3 separate regions of the Mus musculus genome follow, and all the other regions are linked to region 3. The links are chromatin contacts, called in public promoter capture Hi-C maps. All regions are on one chromosome and are shown on one strand. The core of a region is the stretch at or near the end of the contact, and the rest is flanking DNA. Distances in the headings are between cores, read along the strand shown.

Region 1 (3,516 bases), core at 986-3,485, 750 kb before region 3:
AAACAAACACACAAGAAACAAAACAAACAAAATGCTTAGATTGAAGAGTTAAGTGGGGTGAGAAGAGAAAGTTCACTGAGACAGAAGCAAAAAAAAAACCAGCAGAAGGTCAAGACATAAGTAGGCAACAGAAGGACAATGAACGTCAGGAGATTCACATGCTGCAATGAATCAATGTAACTAATAACACCATAAACTCTACCCTAAGAACATACTTGAAGTCAGGCACCACTTCCATACAACTTTAGCCATACACTTCTTTTGGTTTTGGGGGGTTTTTTTGGGGGTGGGGTTGTTGTTGTTTTTGGAGATAAGAGTTTCTCTGTGGAGCCCTAACTGTGAGTGTGAAGTAGACCAGGCTAGCCTGGAATTTACAGGAATCCCGCCTGCATCTGCCTCAAGTGTTAGGACTGAAGGCTCCTGCTATTAGCTCTGAACACTTTTTTTTAAACATACAGAAATTAGGTACCCCACTTTACTTTTTTTCTATATGTCAAAAGAGAAATTGTTACTTCACTCAAACCATGTGTTTAAAAACAACGCATACTGAGCTGGTGAGATGGCTCTGTGGGGAAGAGGTCTGACTGCTCTTCTGGTGGTCCTGAGTTCAAATCCCAGCAACCACATGGTGGTTCACAACCATCTGTAATGAGATCTGATGCCCTTTTCTGGTGTGTCTAAAGACAGCTACAGTGTGCTTACATATAATAAATAAATAGATTTAAAAAAATACATAATTTACTTTCCTAAAAAGCCTGTTAGCCAATCGTGGCAACGATGTAATCCCAGCACTCTGGAAGCGGAGTGAGGATTTCAAGTTCGAGAACCACCTGCTTACAGAGTAAAACACTGCCTCAAAAACAGAAACAAAACAAAGCTTTTGTTGAGCCATTTTCTCATATTTTATCAAGTGATTTAAAACTGCTGTTTGATTATAACTGCAAGGTAAAATCAAGTGTACCCACTCTCCAGTTCAGATCTAAGACAGTGTGCTCCACGTACAAAACTAGATAAAAAGTACTTGAAATACAGTACAGTATATGCACGAAGAACAGTGCAACCTCAACAGTGCTACAAAAATTAGATTTAGCTTTCCCGATCACCAAGAGACCGAGAGAGAGAGAGAGAGAGAGAGAGAGAGAGAGAGAGAGAGAGAGGCTTTAGCCTCACCTGCGACCCAGGAGTTATAGTTAACCTTTCTAAGAGAGTAAAAGGACCGAATGAGTTTATGTGAAAACAAAAACCTTCACAACTGCCTAGCTGAGGGTCTACTACGGCCATCAAGCACGCGTCAAACGGCCATCAAACCGCATTAGCAAAAAACTGTTCATGATAAAACTGTACCTCGTTCCGTCTTTCAACTGTCTACCTTCTCACAGAAGTGTCCAAATGGCAGCACTCCTAAGCAATGCACTGCTACGATGTCCTTCCCCACGAATACTGGTCGGGAGTCAGGCTATCTATCTATATGACTCCCGACTCTCTCACACACACACACACACACACACACACACACACACTCACACACTCTAGATAGATAGATAGATAGATAGATAGACAGACAGACAGACAGACAGACTGCACCCAAATAACGGAAGCCTGCTTTCTTATTCATACGGTAAAACCCCGGAGCTCTGGTGGAATCAAGCGAGCCCTTCCTTCTTCCTTTTCCCGCGTTTCTCGGCCTCACCAAGGTGCTTCTTCTTCTGCCCAGCCAAGCGCCATCCCGGACTTCCTCCACACAACAACAAACGCCGCTATCCCCCGGATTGGCGCGGAATCCTCCCTCCGTCCTGGGCCGCACGCCCGCCTCCCTCCGCCGTCAGGTGCTTCAGTCGGCGCGGCCAGGTCCCCCCAAATCGCGCCGCACCCCGCTCGGGCCAGCCTCGGCCCGCCCTCGGGTCCCTTCAGCTCCCCCTCCCCCAGTCCCCGGGGCACAGGCCCGAGGCCCACGGGACTTACGCTCTCGTGGTCCCAGCGCACGTTGCTGCGCTTCTCATCCGGGGCGAGGTTTCGGTCCCGGCCCATTAACTCATCCAGCAACTGCGCGGCAGAAATCATGGTGCTTCCTCCGGGCGGCTGCTCACGCCAGCCCTAGCACCCACCCGATAAAAAACCCCACCAGCCGCCCGGCCGCCGAACCAAGCCCCCTCGGCCCACTCTCAAGCTCGAAAAGCCTCTTCCAGAGAGGAGCCGAGAAGACAAAATGGCCGCCGCCCGGGCACCTTCCCAGCATGCCGTGCGCCCGTGGAGACACGCCTAGGCCCGGGCTGCGAGGGCGGGCAGCGCGGCTTCTCCGGCGAGGGGGCGGGACCTCCGGCCCGGGCCCGGGGCAAAGCCCCGCCAGGCACTGACTCCGCCCCCGCCGTGCCTTCCACCCAACGGAGCGGTGGACGCTCTAACGGCTGCCGGTGTCGGCCTCTTTTTTACTTGGAGAAAGAGCAATCTAGCTCTGGGTCCTTTGCCACTGCCCTGAAACGGAGAAAATGTCCCTTTGTCCACGTGGTGTGCGGGGGACCATCTTCCAGGGAGGGAAACAAGAAGAGCGAGCTGCGATCGTGCTCAGACTCCATTTTCCTGTCGCTGTAGTTTCTTCCTCCTCTACCTGTCCTTATTTATGTCTGCACCCTCCACCCTTCCCACACCCACCCAGTTCGATGCTGGGGATTGAACCGGGAACCTTAACGCTTAACGCTCTACCAGCGAGTTAAATCCTCAACTCTTCTACCCGGTTTTGTCCGGACTTCCTCGATTTTTAGGGAGGAAAATCAAGGAATAGACTATATGCGGTGGAGGAATTATGTTGTAATACCTCCAATCCAGGAATTTATCTTCCTTCACTTTGTATCAAATGTGTTACTGTGTGTTCAGGGAATCATAGAGGAGACCAGAGGTTACCCTCTGGAGTCCATTACTCAGGAACTATCCACCTTTGTTTGGTTTTTGGTTTTGTTTTTCGGGATAGGGTTTCTCTGTAACTTTAGCTGTTCTGGAACTCACCAGGCTGGCCTCGAACTCACAGAGATTCCCGTGTCTCAGCCTTATGAGTGCTAGGACGTGCCACCATTGCTCCTCAATCTAAACTTTCAAAAGATTAGGAAAACTTAGCTGGGCTTGCTGTCACCGTATACCTTTTATCTAGGAAGGCACTGGGAAGGCAGAGTCAGGTGGATTTTATGAATTAAAGAGGTTCACCTGCTTCTGCCTCTTAAGTGCTAACACTTGGGAGGCAAAGGCAGGTGAATATCTAAGTTTGAGGCCAGCCTGGTCTACAAAACAAGTTTCTGTATAAAGCCATGGCTGTTATACAGAGAAACCCTTTTTCAAAAAGAATGTCTCACTGGGACGTGAGCTCTCTGTCAGCCTGAAAGCCCTACGAATCCTTTTATTTCTGCTTCCTTAGTACTGCAGCTATAAACCACTGTTTTACATGTATGTGCTGGAGGTTAAACTCTGTTCTTCATGCTGAGTGGTGAACTCCCTGGAATTTCTTTAAAAGTATTAATTCGGCCTTGC
Region 2 (3,929 bases), core at 710-3,209, 590 kb after region 3:
TCTGCCCATTTTGAATATTTTATAAGTACTGTTTTGTTTTACAGTGCTGAGGTTGGAACTGAAGACCTAGCGCACTGTAGGCAAGTGTTCTGCCTCAGCAATTTCACTTGCTGTGCCCTCCTTCTCTTCCTTTGTGAAGCCAACAACCCTTGCAAACACTAAGTTTCAAAATCTGTGGTTCACCTATTTAATCGTTTATTAGGAGGGAAAGCTCTTCGTATGTTGATTGATTCTTGCCCATTTGAGTTATGTAACATCATTCACACTTTTTTTTTTTGGTTTTTCGAGACCTTTCTCTGTGTGTCGTCCTGGCTGTCTTGGAACTCACTCTGTAGACCAGGCTGGCCTCAAACTCAGAAATCTACCTGCCTCTGCCTCCCAAGTGCTGGGATTAAAGGCATGCACCACCACTGCCCGGCCATCACACTTTTTTTTTTCTAACAAAATGTATTTGTTTTATTAATTTTAAGTATTTCACTTATATTCACCACCTTATTTACCCTCCCCAGGCCCTTCCAGTCTCTCTTCCACCCCAATAGTCTTCCTTGTGTCTTCACATTCTCTCTCTCTCTCCCTCTCTCCCTCTCTCTCTCTCTCTCAGATGCCACCTGCTTCTGCCTCCTGGGTGCTGGGATTGAAGTCGTGCACCACTGCACCTAGCTTGCTTTCATGTTCGTTCGTTCGTTTTCTTTCTTCCTTTCTTTTAAATGTATATCTGGCTTCTTATATTTTAATAAGAAATAAATACCGATTGCAAATTTAAAATTGCATTTTATCTTTTAAATAAAAGTTAAGCTAAGAATAAGGAGCAGGTCTTTCTTAGAAGTCCAATGCACTATCCATTGCGCCACAGTGCCAGGGGTTTTCATGTTCTTTACAGATATTCTCAGGAGAGTTTGTATTTCGGGAGCAACAAGCCCAAAAAAATAAACTACTTCATTTTAGATTTGTGTCATGGAGAGGAATGCTATAAAAGTCACTATTTGCTTAATTGGCAAAATTGGAATGCAGACATGGATAATATTTACTTAAGTAAAAGGATAGTAGCCGGGCGTGGTGGCGGACGCTTTAATCCCAGCACTTGGGAGCCAGAGGCAGGCGGATTTCTGAATTCGAGGCCAGCCTGGTCTATAGAGTGAGTTCCAGGACAGCTAGGGCTACACAGAGAAACCCTGTCTCGAAAACAAACAAACAAACAAAAACAAAAAACAAAACAAAACAAAAAGTAAGAGGATAGATATCCTTGATCTTAGAGAATAGTAGGAGAAAGAGAAAAGTGGAGGGAGGCGAGGAGATGGAACAAAAACAACAACAAATACGCAAATTGTTGACAACAGGTGAACTTGAGAAGCCATACACATGATCTCCGTCCCTTTTTTGCAATTCCTCGAATATAACTTGGAAAAAAAGATGCCCAGAGATTTAGACCCTAAATCAAGAGCCTTTACTGAAGTATTGCAAGACCTGAATGACCGACTCCCTTCCTCTTCTTTCTAAGCCGTTTTTAAGGTTATGGAGTGGCTTGGAAGATCAACATCTTACGTCCCTGAGGGCTGTCCTTAACTTCCCTAGCAGTCTCTCAGTGCATGAATTATTTTACCTCACCTTTATCCAAAATGCCCACCCATTCCTTCACCACCTTGTGATTTCCTCTACCAAGTGGAAGCCCAACTCCTTTCCGATCCAGTCTGCTTCCGGCTTCTGGAACCACCTCCTTGAGGAATAGGCACGTGCATATATTACCAAGGAACTACAACTCCCGAAAGGCTTTGCGGCAACATCCCATCCGTTCTCACCAGTCAGAAACGGGTTTCCTGAAAGAGCCCGTTGCTGCATGATCTTTTGGGAGTTGTAGTTGACCTCATTAAAGCCACAGAGCCCGCGGAAGACTGCAAAACACGTTTCCCAGAATGCACGTCGCTCGGCTTCACCAATTGAAGGGTCGGATCTTGAAGAGGCGGGGGTCGGGGGGGGGGGAGGAGCTGCCTGGCGCACGCGCAGTATCCGGAGCTGGGGAATTCATGTGGAGGTCAGAGTGAAAGCAGGTAAGCGTGGTAGGAGCGGTAGAGGCCTCTGGTCCTATGTCCCTGTAGCCTGCCTCTGCTTTCCTATGTACAATGAGGGCATGGGATGCATGTGTGGGTACGCCTAGTGGAGAAGGGGGAAATCTCGGTCCAGAAGGAGTTAGGAATGTGCAAGGGGAGGGGACAGGATGAGGAAAAATCCAGAAGCTGGTGGAGTAAAAAGAGCTGGATGTCAGAGACAGAGGATAAATGTGCATGGAGAAATCCCGATACACAAGCAGTTGAAGTCTGAGAAAGGGGAGGGCGAGTTTGAGGATTGTACCAAGGGTGACGCAGGGGCGGGACATTAAAAAGTTCAAGGCTAACTGGTTTCTAGTTTGTCAGCTACGTGCCCCCACCCGTCCCGCCGCAGCCCCACCTCCAGTCCTTCACCGCTCTGCCTCGCTGCACCCCTGCCAGCCCCTGCTTTCCTATTAACTGGTATGGGGAGGAGTTCTACAATGTCTTCTAGAATTCGGTCTTCTCATTCTAACCCTGGTTCTACTACTTAAGAGTATAACCTCTCTATGCACTTCAGCAGTCATAACCTTCATAAAGTAACTGAAGGTTAAACAAGGCTGTCGGAGACCGTGTAACTTAAATGTTAACAGAAATTGCCCTTTTTGTTGTTGGCTTCAGCCGTGTAGCACCGGTCTCGCTTGTGGCCTATTGGTCTAGGAAAAGGGAGTGTGGTTTTTCTGTGTACTAAGTTCCTCGTGGGTACAAAGCACCGTTCCTACGCTGAGCCAAGTGTCGCAGACTCTTTCTCTGAATGGTTGTAAAGAAACACGTCCACAAACGCAGACATGATCTACAGTTTGCAAGGTGGTCAGTGTTATGGGGCGTTCAGTGAGTGAGTTTGGGCCCACAGGTGTAGACATATGAAAATGTATGTTGAGACATGAACTCTGTGCCTCAGAGCGGGCTTTCTCTGAGAATCTGGTGTCAAAGTGTTTTATGTTTACCCCGTGTTTAGGTGTGAGTGGAAGCAACAGAAGGAGTCATGGCTGCCAAAGTGTTTGAGTCCATTGGAAAGTTCGGCCTGGCGTTGGCAGTTGCAGGAGGCGTGGTGAACTCTGCTTTGTATAATGGTGAGGCGCGGAAGAGCTTTCTGCATAGTTTCTGTTGATCTGCATAGCCCATGTGTCATTCCTTTTAAAAAAAAAAAAAGATTTATTTATTTTATTTATATGAGTACACTGTCGCTGTCTTCAGACCCACCAGCAGAGGGCATTGAATCCCATTACAGATGGTTGTGAGCCACCATGTGGTTGCTGGGAATTGAAATCAGGACCTCTGGAAGAGCAGTCAGTGCTCTTAACCGCTTTGCCATCTCTACAGCCCATTTGACATTCCTGATGCTAGCTGCTGTCTGAAGGTGTGTGAGGTTAAGGGGGACTCACCTGCTACCCCACATACTGGTTGTGAGTCATCAGAGGCCTATGATCACTTAGGCAGGGGTTCTCAGCCTTCTGATGCTTGGAACATTTAGTAGTTTCTCACTATTGTGGTGATACACCTCCACCACCATACAGTTCTTTTCCTTGCTGATTTATAACTGTGATTTGCTACTTTTATGAATCGTAAATTTTGTTTTCCGATGGTCATAGGCAGCCCCTGTAATAGGGTCTTTTAACATCCCCCCTCATAGGGTTCTGACCCACAGGTTGAAAGCCACTAACTTAGAGGCTTTGTTCAAGGGGAGCCCTCCTGTCCAATGTTTAGCACTTTAGCCACTTTGAAATGATGAGGTATTACCCAGATGACAGGAGGTGACAGGAGCCCATTGGTTCTCTTCCTTATTTGCATGAAGTATCTTGGCAACATCTCTAGACCAGTTTGAGAGACTGTGTCCTGAGAAAAGTT
Region 3 (3,349 bases), core at 304-2,803:
TCACCACCTCTGGTCACCCTCTTCCCTCAGCTAGCCAACCTAAGCACACAGAACCTATGCAGAGAAACCTCAGACACCTGGACATGACCCGTTGGGCATGAGTGTGCTCAGGGAGGGGCAGGTGGCTGGATGCAATCTCCTCCCCTCCTCCACTCTGCTGGGCTCTTCCCGCTTCTTGCAGCTGTTGCAAAGAGCAGAAGAAAAGAGAAAACACCATTCCCCTCTTCAAACCAAAACAAACACACTCAGGGCTGCTGATTCAACATGAATCTGTGGAATGCAGGGAGATGTCTGGTGGGAGTACCCCCACTGCTTCCGGGTGGGCTCTGGCCTCAGAGTAGAAGACAGCGCCTCCTCTGTCTTCTACTGTCCGTTCCTCTAGGGGCAAGAGGAAGTCTCTGGACAGCTCCGAATGCCCAGCCTCTTCATCACCTCACTCTGCAATGCCAAGCCCTTGAGAAGTGTGGTCCAGCCTGGTTCTGCAGAGGGCGTGGCTGCTCTGGCCACAGGCTAAATGAGAGGGCTAATAGGGATTTGAACGCATATATTCTCGGTTCTCTTCAAGGAGGAGGGGAAGAGCGATGTAATAGGTGTTTAATATACAGAGTTCTCCTAGCCCGGGAAAGAAGCTAATGTTAGGTACTGGATTCTCAGGGTGCTGGGCAACAAAGACCCTACTTCCGAAGATGTCTGAAATGTGGAGCGGTCGCGTCTAGACAGGTTCTGGCCAGGTCAGCACTTGCCATGATTACTGCCCCCCTCCCCCCACCCCCTTCCTCCACTTGCCGCCAAGCCCCACAATCGGAGAACTGCCGTCTTACCCGCCCTCTTAATCCTGGCTCACAAGGAAAGGCCAGCAGCAGCAGGCCTGGAAGTCAGCGGGCCCAGGGCTCCAGTTTAGCTTAGGTCAGGTATCCGCGCACATACCCCTCTCTCTGCACCCCACCTCACCGCCGCCAGGCTGACTTACAGGTAGCGCTGTTGTCGCTCAGTCTGCCGATGGAGGGCGACCGAGTAGCCGAAGAGGCTACCGGGGTTCACCGCCTCCTTCACCACCAGGAATCGGGTGTCCAGGTTGAAGGCGAAGGCGACCCGGCCGCAAGCCGCCACCATCAAGGCCAGAGCGCGGAGCAGCCAGCCAGGGGCGCGGGGCACGCGGCAGGGGCCGGGGCCCATGGCTGCGGGCCGGGCCGTAAGGGGCCGGGCGAAATCGCTAGAGGGCTCAGCACCGGGAGTGATGAACGGTTCACCTGCTCCAGGCGCCACCAGAGGACACCCGAGCCCGCAGAGCCGCTGCACCGGTAGTCAGGCAATTTTTTACCCTAGTCCGGGTCACTTTCACGTCTGCTCCGGGTGCTTTTCCAATCCGTTTTCCAGATCCGTGGATCTACTCTCACGTTGGTTCGGTGGACGGGTCACCGTTCCGAGCTCCGAGCACCCCACACCCTAGATGGTCCCGGCCGCGCCCCCTTGGAGGTGTTAGCTCTTTGGACCTCGGCTAGGTGGAGGATTTAGAACGGCAAGCCCTCGATCACCAGGAGGGCAGGAGGGAGGGATCCTCCCCAGCGCGCCCCGCCTCCCCACCGCCCAGCCCCGCACCTCCCCACCTTGCGCGCCCAGTCCGGGCTCCGCTTTCCTTCCGGGGAAAGAGAAAAGGTCCCCGCTCGGCCGCCGCCTCTTAAAGGGGCAGCGCCGCCCCTCCCTCTCCATCTCTCCTATCGCGACTCCGCCCTCTCTCTCAGACACCTGTCGGGAACCCTTAAAGCCCGGATTTCCCCTTCCAGCGGAGAGCTTCTTCCTAGGAGCGTCGCCTTCGGTACAAGACGGATTGGACGGGCGGGGCCAGAGGTGGATTTGCTTGGCGCTTGCGGCGGCTGCTACTGGAAAGGCCGTTCAAGGCACCGCCAGCACCGCGATCCCCGCTGGACAAACCAGGCGTTGGCTCTTCGGAGAACGGTCGACTGTGTTCGGCTGCCTGGAATGCGGACCTCCGCAGTGATGTGAGTCCCTAAGAGGTGACTGCGGGTCTCCGGACTTAACTTCTTCGTGCTAAGTACACTCAATGTTATGTATGAAGGAGTATTTCTCCTGCCCACCCGCCTCCTCTCATCCTGTTCCCTGCTGGAAGCGGCTCCTCCGCAAAGCCAGACAGATATTTAGTGGTGGTGATGACAACCCATCAGAAATAATAATTAGCAAAGGGCAGCCTTTGTCTCGAAGCAGTGAATGGGACCTCAGCCCCCACAGGTGTGATGCTGGGTGGAGACAGGTGGGCTTGACTCAAAGATCTCACTATCCGAGGAAGAATTAGGGAACTCCAAGAGTGTATGGAATGTTGTTTTGGTCTAACTCAGATTTCCCCTAATGCAGAACAAGACTCATTTTCCCTGAGCATCGTTTTCTACATGTTTTTATAATTAAATAAGAACAGCACATGCAGCAGGCACTATGCTAACTGCTTTACAAATACTACTTTTTCAAGGCAATATACATGTATACAAGTATATATGTGTATACACACACATCTACACAACCACCAGTCTAAGGAAAAGGGAAAGCAGAAAATGAGCCCATCCAATGGGATTCTGCTCCGGTGTTTGAGGAACCAGCTCATTCTGTGTCTGATTCCCTATCTAGACATTGTGACCTTAGAAGGTACAATCATTTCCTCACAGCTGATCTTATCTCTTACACTCAAAGGTGCAGCCCTTAGAGACCAGGATGTCCTTTTGCTCATGACAATTACTGACAGTTTGTCGTTGCCACCACTATGTAAACCCAGGTCTGTACCTGTCTCTCTATTTACATATGGGAGCAGAGCTGTCTCTTCATCAGACACAGCCCTGGAGGGACCAGGGGGAGCAAGCAGCTTTCCCTGCATAAAGTAAGTTTGAGATCTTTGCAGCCCCATGTGGCCACATTGATGCAGGAGCAGCCCAGATGAGCCTGGAGTTAAATAGAAAGATGAGAAAGCAGAGGTGAGCCACCGGAAGGCGCGGGTCTACGATTATGAAATCCTTACACCAGTCATCAGGGAATTAGCTCTGCTTTTAAGATGAGAACACCAAGGCTCAAGGAAGTTACGCTATTCGGCTAAAGCCACAAAGCTAAGATTCTAATAGTGCGGTATCTAACCCCAGAACCCTTCTTAACCATTATGCTAATGATTAACCCTTAGGACAAATCAGATTTTGTTGAGACTTGGTGTGACCGGAGCCTCTCCTATGGGAGTGTCCTCTTCCATTACTTTCTACTTCCCTTTTGGCCTGGCAAATTCTAGATGCCCCGCCTAACTGGTTAAAATGGTAACTGCTAAACAATCTATCTTCCTTTAGCTTTGCAAATACCA

What was found. Promoter capture Hi-C pulls out the DNA fragments that hold promoters and counts their contacts.
Region 1: a promoter capture Hi-C map of liver shows a contact between it and region 3, with 2.2 times the contacts expected there. The contact joins the promoter of Luc7l3 here to the promoter of Itga3 in region 3. A contact is called at or near these places in 1 of 39 promoter capture datasets (liver) and 1 of 115 datasets of contacts at active chromatin or transcription factors (pancreatic cancer cells).
Region 2: a promoter capture Hi-C map of liver shows a contact between it and region 3, with 2.3 times the contacts expected there. The contact joins the promoter of Phb here to the promoter of Itga3 in region 3. A contact is called at or near these places in 2 of 39 promoter capture datasets (hippocampal neurons and liver) and 2 of 115 datasets of contacts at active chromatin or transcription factors (both in bone marrow-derived macrophages).

Annotation. Positions count from the first base shown.
Region 1 is chr11:94,319,728-94,323,243 of GRCm38.p6, forward strand. Luc7l3 (LUC7-like 3 (S. cerevisiae)) reads right to left here and starts at 2,236. Exons shown (of 10, transcript NM_001361574.1): 1 at 1,963-2,236. The coding sequence starts at 2,061.
Region 2 is chr11:95,664,998-95,668,926 of GRCm38.p6, forward strand. Phb (prohibitin) reads left to right here and starts at 1,960. Exons shown (of 7, transcript NM_008831.4): 1 at 1,960-2,045; 2 at 3,040-3,154. The coding sequence starts at 3,067.
Region 3 is chr11:95,075,161-95,078,509 of GRCm38.p6, forward strand. It overlaps Itga3 (integrin alpha 3), which reads right to left and starts at 1,554. Exons shown (of 26, transcript NM_013565.3): 1 at 971-1,554. The coding sequence starts at 1,176.